Regions from separate parts of the Sus scrofa genome. Here all the other regions are linked to region 3. A link is a contact called in public Hi-C and HiChIP or PLAC-seq data. All regions are on one chromosome and are shown on one strand. The core of a region is the stretch at or near the end of the contact, and the rest is flanking DNA. Distances in the headings are between cores, read along the strand shown. Region 1 holds the start of NDUFC1 (NADH:ubiquinone oxidoreductase subunit C1). Region 2 overlaps ELF2 (ETS-related transcription factor Elf-2). Region 3 holds the start of ELF2 (ETS-related transcription factor Elf-2).

Region 1 (2,700 bases), core at 164-2,663, 79 kb after region 3:
AAATCTTATGTTTTGGGAGTTCCCTGTCATGGCTCAGTGGTTAACGAATCCGACTAGGAACGATGAGGTTGTGGGTTCCATCCATGGCCTCGCTCAGTGGGTTAAGGATGCAGCACTGCCATTTAGCTGTGGCATAGGTCACAGATGCGGCTCAGATCCTGCAGTTGCTGCCTCTGGCGTAGGCTGGTGGCTACAGCTCTGATTAGACCCCTAGCCTGGGAACCTCCATATGCCACAGGTGCGGACCTAGAAAAGACCAAAAAAAAAACCTTATGTTTTGTAAGTCTAATAGGATTTAATTTGCATATCTTGTTTATTTATGATCCACCCCTGTGGCATCTGAAAATAGTACCTTCATAAAACTCAAATCTGCTATCTTCGTTAAGAGATAAAGTATAATTAATCATGCAGTAAAACTGCCATTCACAAATAAGCCATTCAATGACAGGTTTCAGCCTCTTCCCATTTTCTTGGTGCCCCAAAACCTTAATATTTTTTAGTCTCTAAGATTTCCCTCATGGAGAAACATTATTAGCAATTATATAAATATCCTATTGTATGAGACATTTGCTCAGCAACATTCAATGTCGCACTGCTATTCGTCCTCTGCACTGTGTTGGAGTCCCATGATTAAAGGGAGTAAATACTTACATAGATCCACAAGAAAACGGACGTGCCCAAGGTCAGTCCAACTTTCAGCCAGTCAGGGCTGCCATGTGGTGGTTCCCGAATGTAGAACTTTGACCGCGCTGAAGCTGAAAGGGGATGCAAAGTCTGTAAATCTATAATTTACAGTCCTGTGGGAATAAATCTGACATTTACATGTGTTACTACTGCATTTAACCCTCCCTTCTACCTCCTCTCTTAAGACAGCCACGGAAAGAAAGGTAGAGTGGTCAAGTAATTCATCCTGGGCCACCAACAGGGCCAGGTGGGTGGCCCCTGTCATCCAGGACCTCTTCAAATCCTCGCACTACGCTGGCTTTTGAGGACCCTCACGACCCAGGAGTGGGCGGATAGAAGCGCCTCCGGGAAGGTCCCCCCTCTCCGCATCTGCAGTACCAAATCTGCAGAGCAGCAGGACGAGGGGCTCAAAGTCTATTCGCAGAGACCAAAGGGGTCGAGTGGCCTCTCGGAGGAGGGTGGACCTCGGGTGATGGGGAGCCGAGAGTCAGGGATGGAGGCAAGCGTGGGCTCCGGGACTGGCCGGCGAAGGTCACAGCAGGACGAGCTCGCCGCACAGCCACCTTATGCCTCCGCGGGCGGGGTTCGCCCTGGGAGCCGCAGGCCGAAAAGAGTAGACTGCCTGCTCGAGGAGAGACACTTACAGCCACTTGGGAGCCTGGCCGATGAAAGCAGCTTTGAGAAGGGGCGCAATAACGCGGACGCCGCCATCTTGCCGGACTGGGCTCCGCCTCCCCAAGTCGCGCGGTTCCGGGGTCGGCGCGGGGCCGAGCGCCCCCTGGCGGGCGGAGGCGAGGGACTCCGGGCTCTGTGGCTGCGCTGCGTAGGGGTGTGAATCTCAAGTATCGCAGTTACCGCCGGGTACTCTAGTTCCGCTGGTTTCAGTCTTCAATCCGTAAAATGGAGTTAGGTAGGAGCGGATTAAAACGGAAAAAAAAAAAATTGTTTAGCCACTTCTCTGAGAGTTTATTTCATAACCCCGACTCACAACCCTGTGAGGAGAAGCGAATCCTCGTATTTTAGAAGGCTCAAGATCACACAGCTAGCAAGTTGGACTCGGACTGAGGTTTTTCAGACACCAGATGATGATCTTAAAACACCTAACAGGTGTAGACAGTCCTCTGAGGCCATGAGCTGCGGAGCCAAGTTCAAAGCGCCATTCTTGTTCACCTCTTTTTAGCTATATGTTTTATTTGTTTGTTGTTTTTTAACGTCCCATGCATCATTAGGAAGTTCCTGGGCCAGGAATTGAATCACAGCCCCGCAGCTGTTGGATCCTTTAACACACTAAACCACAGTGGGAACTCCCTCCTATATGATTTTTAAGTTCAAAGTATTTAACCTCTCTATGCCTCCCTTTTACATCTGTAACAGAAAACCTTAGGAGGTGTCTGGTAGTTGTAAATAACTTATTTTTGCCTAGCTCTTTGATACCTGTTGCACTGAGCAATGGGTTTTATCTTTCACATTTAAACCAGATTTTTTGTGTATCTCATTTTCAATTCAATCTGATGTCTAAAGACCATATGTATAGGTAAAAGATAAATTTTAAGGCTCTAACTCTAATCTTTTGAACTTAATGTCATTTAAGTTCATTTTAAGAGAAAAATAATGTTAGCAAATCTCCTTTTCCGCCTGTATTTTCTTTAGCAATGTCATTGAAAAAAAAATTTAACCAAAAATTATTGACTAGAGAGTAAAATAAGTGTTCTCTGTTTTCTGGTTCATTTTTACATGCAACTGATGGCTGCATAGATTGCTAAACTGTGAGTCACTTTATAGTTTGCAACCTAGTTTGAGCCTCTTGGGCTCATGTTCAAGTAAGCAAACCACCCAACTAACATGCTGAGTCAGTTGTTGGTTCTCAACTTCTCGGCTTCTCGTCCACTCAGCAACCTGTCAGTTGTATATCCTTTCTACACCATCCCTTGGAAGTTTGTCTAGACACAGCTTTTGCTAGTATCCAACAAGCTGGAACAGAAGCCATATTTAGTCAGAGCATACAGAGCCAGTAGG
Region 2 (2,700 bases), core at 158-2,657, 81 kb before region 3:
ACTCTCCCCATATCATCAAAAATTGCAAGCAATAAAAATTTAGATCCATGATTCTGCATCTTCTGAGCCATTTTCCCTTTACAACTTTTAACTCACTGAACTCAATGAATAAACCTTGGGTAAATTAGCAAACCTGTCTCGAATTTCCTCCTAAAACAAGGGTTGTAAAGGAGCTTCATATTACACGAACATAACTGAATAATTTGAAAACAATTATATGTAAAATGTATTCTTTTTTTTTTTGGCTGGGACCATGGCATGTGGAAGTTCCTGGGCCAGGGATCAAACCTGTGCCACAGCAGCAACCAGAGATGCTGCAGTGACAACCTGGGATCCTTAACCCACTGTGCCATAAAGGAACACCTGTAAAATGTATTCTTTACAGAACATTATGATCACAAGGTAAACTTAAATTGTATACACTAAAGAAAGGCAATAGAACTGAAAAACAGCATTTAACTAAAAAAAAAAACTTATCAAAAAACTGATAAAATTTTATATTTTCAAACTGTAACTCTACAGGTCACCTTAGTTTTCAAAATTCCAAAAGCTTATGGAAAAAAAAAAATATATCCTCTGTTAGCAAAATAAGTCCTCTTACCTTTAGAGTATTTTTCAAAATCCTAACTGCATGGGCTATACTAAGGTTCTCACAACCCCTGGGAATACTTCTGGAAAGGTACATGTTCAACACTACTGACCCAAACAATTAATAAAAGTATTGTTAGTACCAATAATATAAAGCCAAAAAATCCCATCCCTTAATTGATACAGTATTATTAGTGGACTAAACATATACAAAGGGAACAAGCTCTCGTTGTACTCTGCCTCTTTTCCACTAATATTTAAGTTCTTGCTCTGATCAGAAAATAACTGTCAAATGTGTTTTAATCACTACTCAGTAAACTGATTTTTCTTTGGGACCTTATATTTTACAGATTATGTTCTTCTGTTAAATTTAAAGATACATGTATGCTTATGATTTCTCCCGATGGAAATGAATCACAGTTTCACCAACCAAACTTCCCTACCTAAAAACAATGGATGGAAAACAGAGGATAAGATCTTTTACAGAAATACTCTTAGGTGAATATTGCCCATCTTCCAACTCCCATCGATGGCAATATGAAACAGATCCCAAGGAAAGGAACATTTATGCTCATTACAGTCAATAAACAGTATTCAAGCACTGCTACGTCTATTCAAGGCCCTCGCTGCGCCGTCTGCTATTAGGTAAAGCTGCTTTTTCTATGTAACTTAAGTCCGTGCCCTTCCGCTGCAGCATTGGCGCTGCACATCCCCCACCCCCGCGGCCACTTCCGTGTTTACACTCCTCTTCCCTCCAATTCCATGCGTACATTGTCAGCTTCACTCCCGCCCAATCTTCATTGGCCCAGCGCGGGCCCAGAGTCCCGCCCCCAGAAACCAACGTTCTTATTTGGAACATCTCAGCGAGCAGATTGGGACCAGAGACCTGTCAATCTCGTCGGTTCTGTCCTCTCCCAGGCGCTTCCGCTATGGTGGGAGGCTTGGGGGGGAGGGGAAAAGGGGGCAATTCCGTGCTGAGACTTCCCTAGGGCCCAGACTACCTCCCGCCCGCCCCCACTCCTCCACCTTCACCCACTGTTTACAAAAATAAACGTTCTTCTCTGACGCCCCAACCCTCAGGTCAGGGATACAAAACATATTCCGTGCCCTTCCCATTCTCCCTCTAAAAAACAACCCACGAGGGAAGGGGCACAAACCTACTTCTCCACAGACGCCCACTAAATGAGGTAGGGAAGGCGGGCCCCCAAGAGAAACCCCACCCGGGGCCGCTCCACGTTATTAAGTGCCCTTCCCCGAACCGTTACTTCTCAGACCGCACAAGGTGGGGATGTGAAGAGAAGGGTCAGAGCATTTTTTTGGCGGGTATCGGTCTACCGGACATGGCCCGGGGCTGCTTCGTCCATGCGGAAGTGGAGGATTTGTGAACCAAGTCTGAAAGCAGAACGGGCGGGGGTGGCGAGCGTCCACGGGAGAAGCCCGCCGCCCCCGACCGCGGGCACTAGCGGCCTCTCCAGTCAGACAGCGTGGCAGGCGCAGCCGGGAGACAACAGCCTCACTCACTTCCTGGTTCCTGGGCAACCGGGGTGAAGCGCACAACTCGTCCGCCCCCGAGTCCCCAACTTAACTGCGGCTCGGTTCCCCGGCACCCACTGCCAGCGCTCCGCCCGGCAGCTGCCGCCGCTGCTCCACAAACCAACCCTGAAGCGACAACGCCGAATTCGAGGCAGGTTACTCTCCAAGGTGATCACTTCCTGATTCGTCGCCTCCATTACTTCATTCACTAACCCCCTTTCACCCGGCCGCCCCAGTGACTGAGGTGGACACGGTACCCCCTGCACTGACCACCACCGGGGAGTCGCCCCCACTCCTGTGCATCTCCTCTCCAGCTGCACCGATGCACAGGAGGAAAGTTCCCCTGTCCTTACCAGCCCGGATGAGCAGATCCAGCTGGTTCGTGGGTCCCTCATGCAGAGACGTCGCCATGTTTATCCCGGGGCTGGAGCTGCTGCTTCACATTGACTTACACCGTGAGCAGCGGCGGCAGGGGAGGAGGCGGAACCCGCGGCCGGAGACACACGCCGTGCGACCGACACACACTCACGCACTCGCACACACTCAGACGCCCGGATCCTTGCGCGTCCTCCGACAGGA
Region 3 (2,700 bases), core at 33-2,532:
TTAGAAACTGGGCAATCTGGATCTCGGGGAAATGGAATATTTTCTGTCCTTTATTGACATGAAATAAAAATGCCCAAGTGGAGCAAGAGAGGGGACTGTGCTGCCTGGCTCGCAAAGCTGCTCCGGCAGTCAGTACCAGCCCCAGCAGGGCCCTCATCGTCCTCCTCCCGCGTTCCTCACGCATCCAGGAGCACAGTCTCTGAGGGCTAGCTTCGCGAAGAGAGGGTCCAGAAGGCGGTCACTGGACGCGCGTGTTAAAGTGCCCGTTTTTGTTTTGTTTAAAAAACAGATTCCTACCGGAGCCCTGCCTCCCGACTCCCGGGGGAATAGGGGAAGTGGCAGCAGCGGGCCGGAGTGGAGAGCGAGAATGGAAGAATGACCGAGTACAACCTGCCCTGCCAGCTAGTAGCGGAGGGAAGGAAAGGTAAGAGGCGGCGAAAAGGCCCGACTGAGAAGGAAACTGGTCTCCAGCCCTCCACGCCACCCCACGCGGCCAGAGCCTCCCTGGTCCCGCCCCGAGCTCGCCGCCCTGCCCCGGCGCCGGCCGCAGCCTCCCGCCCTACAGACCCTCCCAGGACGCGCTTCCTCCGGAGCCGGACCCCCGCCCTGGCCTCCCCGCGGGATAAGGCGGGTCAGTTCAGTCCGCTTCTCGGCCGAGGTGACTCGCGCGGCGATGTAAACACAGCGAGACCAGCTGCGCGCCGCCCATCCCCCCCCCCGCCGGGGTCCGTAACCTCTTCCCTCAGCCCTGCCCCGCGCCCGGCGCTCCCCGCAGGCCAGCGCGCCGCGCGCCTTCCCCTTTCTCCAAGTCTCCTCCCCGACCGTTGCCCGGGGGCACTCAGCCCCCTTCCCCCGCTGCCAGTCCAGTGTCACCGCCACAGCCTCCGGAAAACCCTCCGCAAACCCGGGAGCAAACAACACAGGCGCGGGGCGGGGGCGCGGAGGGAGGCGGCGGCACACGGGACAGCGAGGCTTTCTCGCCGCACCCTCCGCGCTCCCTCCCACCAGCATCGGCGGCCCGCGCTCTTACCTGCTCTCCGCGTCGCCGGGGAAGACCTCCGCTTCGCTTTCTCTCCCAGCAGGGCCGCGGACTAGTCCCCGCCGCCGTTGGCCAGGCGTCCGGAGGGAGCCGGGGCCTCCCAGCTGCCCGAGCCGCTTCGCTGGGAGAAAAGACAAAACAGCGGCGCGCCGCCCCGCGCAGAGCCCCTCGCCCGCGCCGCTCCACCGACCCCCCAACCGCCGAGGCGACGGCGGCGACACAGAGCCCGGCGCGGGGAGCAATGGTGGCCCCCGCCCTCGCCCTGCTCCCCTCCCTCCACCCCCCGCCTCGGCTCCTCCCACTCGGCCTCCTGCCGCCGCCACCAGGACACTCGAGTCCGCTTCCCCCACCCCGCTCGCTCCGAGCGCTCCTCCCCTCCCCACGCGGCGAGGGGGGGCGGCACCGCCAGTCACTGCTGCGCCTGTCAAACCCCGGCCGGCTATTTATACCCCGTGGGGCCCCGTCGCCCTTGGCCCCTACCAGCCCGCCAAACAAGCCTCTGCGGCTCACTCGAATCCACCCGCCCGGTATCCTCTAACTTCTCCCAAACCTGCTTTCTCAGGTAAAGACTCTCGCCACTAGAGCTGCTCCCAGCTTCGGGCTCCCCCATCCCGCTCCTGGCTCCGGCCCCAGCCCGGGATTGGCGCGGAGGCTCTCAAGCACTGGCCGGCTCGTGGGGGTGGCGCGGCCGCGCGTGCACCTGCAGCGCCCGCCCGCCTCTCCCCGCCGGCTGGGACCGCTCGCACACACTCTCGCCACTCTCTGAAGACCCCCGCGGGCCCCAGCTGTCACCCCACCCCCGCTCTGGACTTCCACCCTTCTCCTCCAGGGACGGCTCCACACTCAGGCAGCCTGACAGTTACTGGGTTGTGGAAACTCTTAGCCCGGGTCAGTCCGGTTTCCACTCCTCAGCCTGGGCTAAGTGGAGGGTGGGGGCGCGGGCGGGCTGGAGCGCGCCGCCTGCCCCGCCCCCGGCCCCTCCCCGGCCCGTGATGCTCATGGAGCCCCGCCCTGCCCGCCTCGGGCTTCTCGGCGCCGCCCATTCCTCCTCCTCCTCCTCCTCCTCCTCACCCTCCTTCCTCAACTCGCTAGCAAACGCCCAGCCTCGTACCCCCGCGGACCCCGCCCCATTCCCAGAAATTACCACCCGCCCAACCGCCGGGCCGCGCGGCGGTTGGTGCCCGCGTTTGCTGACTGGCGGGCGGTGGGGCTCAGCGCGCAGCTGCGGAGCGCGGCGGGCGGCCCCTTGGCGCTGCCCCCGGAGCTGCGGACGCTCGCCCCGAGCCATTGTCGGTCCTCCCTCGGCCGCCGAGGAACGGAGAAGTAACTCAAGCTCGACGACTGTCGATGCGAGAATGCGGGAGTGTGTTGGTGCAAGAGTATTTTAGTCCAAGTGCCTACAAATTCAAAAATTAAAACCCAACAGTAGGTGCATGCTTCTGGTTTCCCCACTTTCACACAAAGGGGAGCCTCTGAGCAGGGCATTCACGCGCCTTCAAGTGCACAAAAGCCAATGACACGGTGCCCGGGGTTGCCCAGTGTTTGGCGTGCATCATTAATGACCTTTCTTATGCACAGTTATGCATACTAGCGCTTCAATATATTCCCCTCCAACCACTGCCGCTGCTTTTTCTTATATTTGTTTAACAAAGAGCAGTGCC

Evidence for each region. A called contact is a pair of places that touch in the nucleus more often than the background predicts. HiChIP or PLAC-seq counts read pairs in DNA pulled down with a chosen protein or histone mark.
Region 1: a contact with region 3 is called in an H3K27ac HiChIP or PLAC-seq map of skeletal muscle. The contact joins the promoter of NDUFC1 here to the promoter of ELF2 in region 3. A contact is called at or near these places in 5 of 47 Hi-C or Micro-C datasets (blood, fetal heart ventricle, liver and 2 more) and 2 of 2 datasets of contacts at active chromatin or transcription factors (alveolar macrophages and skeletal muscle).
Region 2: a contact with region 3 is called in a Hi-C map of liver, with 2.9 times the contacts expected there. The contact joins the enhancer-like site here to the promoter of ELF2 in region 3. A contact is called at or near these places in 3 of 5 promoter capture datasets (fetal liver, fetal skeletal muscle and liver), 6 of 47 Hi-C or Micro-C datasets (fibroblasts, heart right ventricle, liver and 1 more) and 2 of 2 datasets of contacts at active chromatin or transcription factors (alveolar macrophages and skeletal muscle).

Annotation. Positions count from the first base shown.
Region 1 is chr8:87,693,986-87,696,685 of Sscrofa11.1, reverse strand. NDUFC1 (NADH:ubiquinone oxidoreductase subunit C1) reads right to left here and starts at 1,413. Exons shown (of 4, transcript NM_001097470.2): 1 at 1,329-1,413; 2 at 652-755. The coding sequence starts at 1,395.
Region 2 is chr8:87,854,773-87,857,472 of Sscrofa11.1, reverse strand. The region is part of intron 4 of ELF2 (ETS-related transcription factor Elf-2); the gene reads right to left. Among named protein-coding and RNA genes, the nearest start is that of NOCT, 53 kb to the left of the region's middle. Within about 2 kb of position 1,407, at least 60 of the 83 cell types and tissues checked have an H3K27ac peak or open chromatin away from gene starts, as enhancers often do. A contact at or near this core is called in alveolar macrophages, fetal liver, fetal skeletal muscle and 2 more, where this site is marked.
Region 3 is chr8:87,773,176-87,775,875 of Sscrofa11.1, reverse strand. It overlaps ELF2 (ETS-related transcription factor Elf-2), which reads right to left and starts at 1,282. Exons shown (of 10, transcript XM_021101570.1): 1 at 1,031-1,282.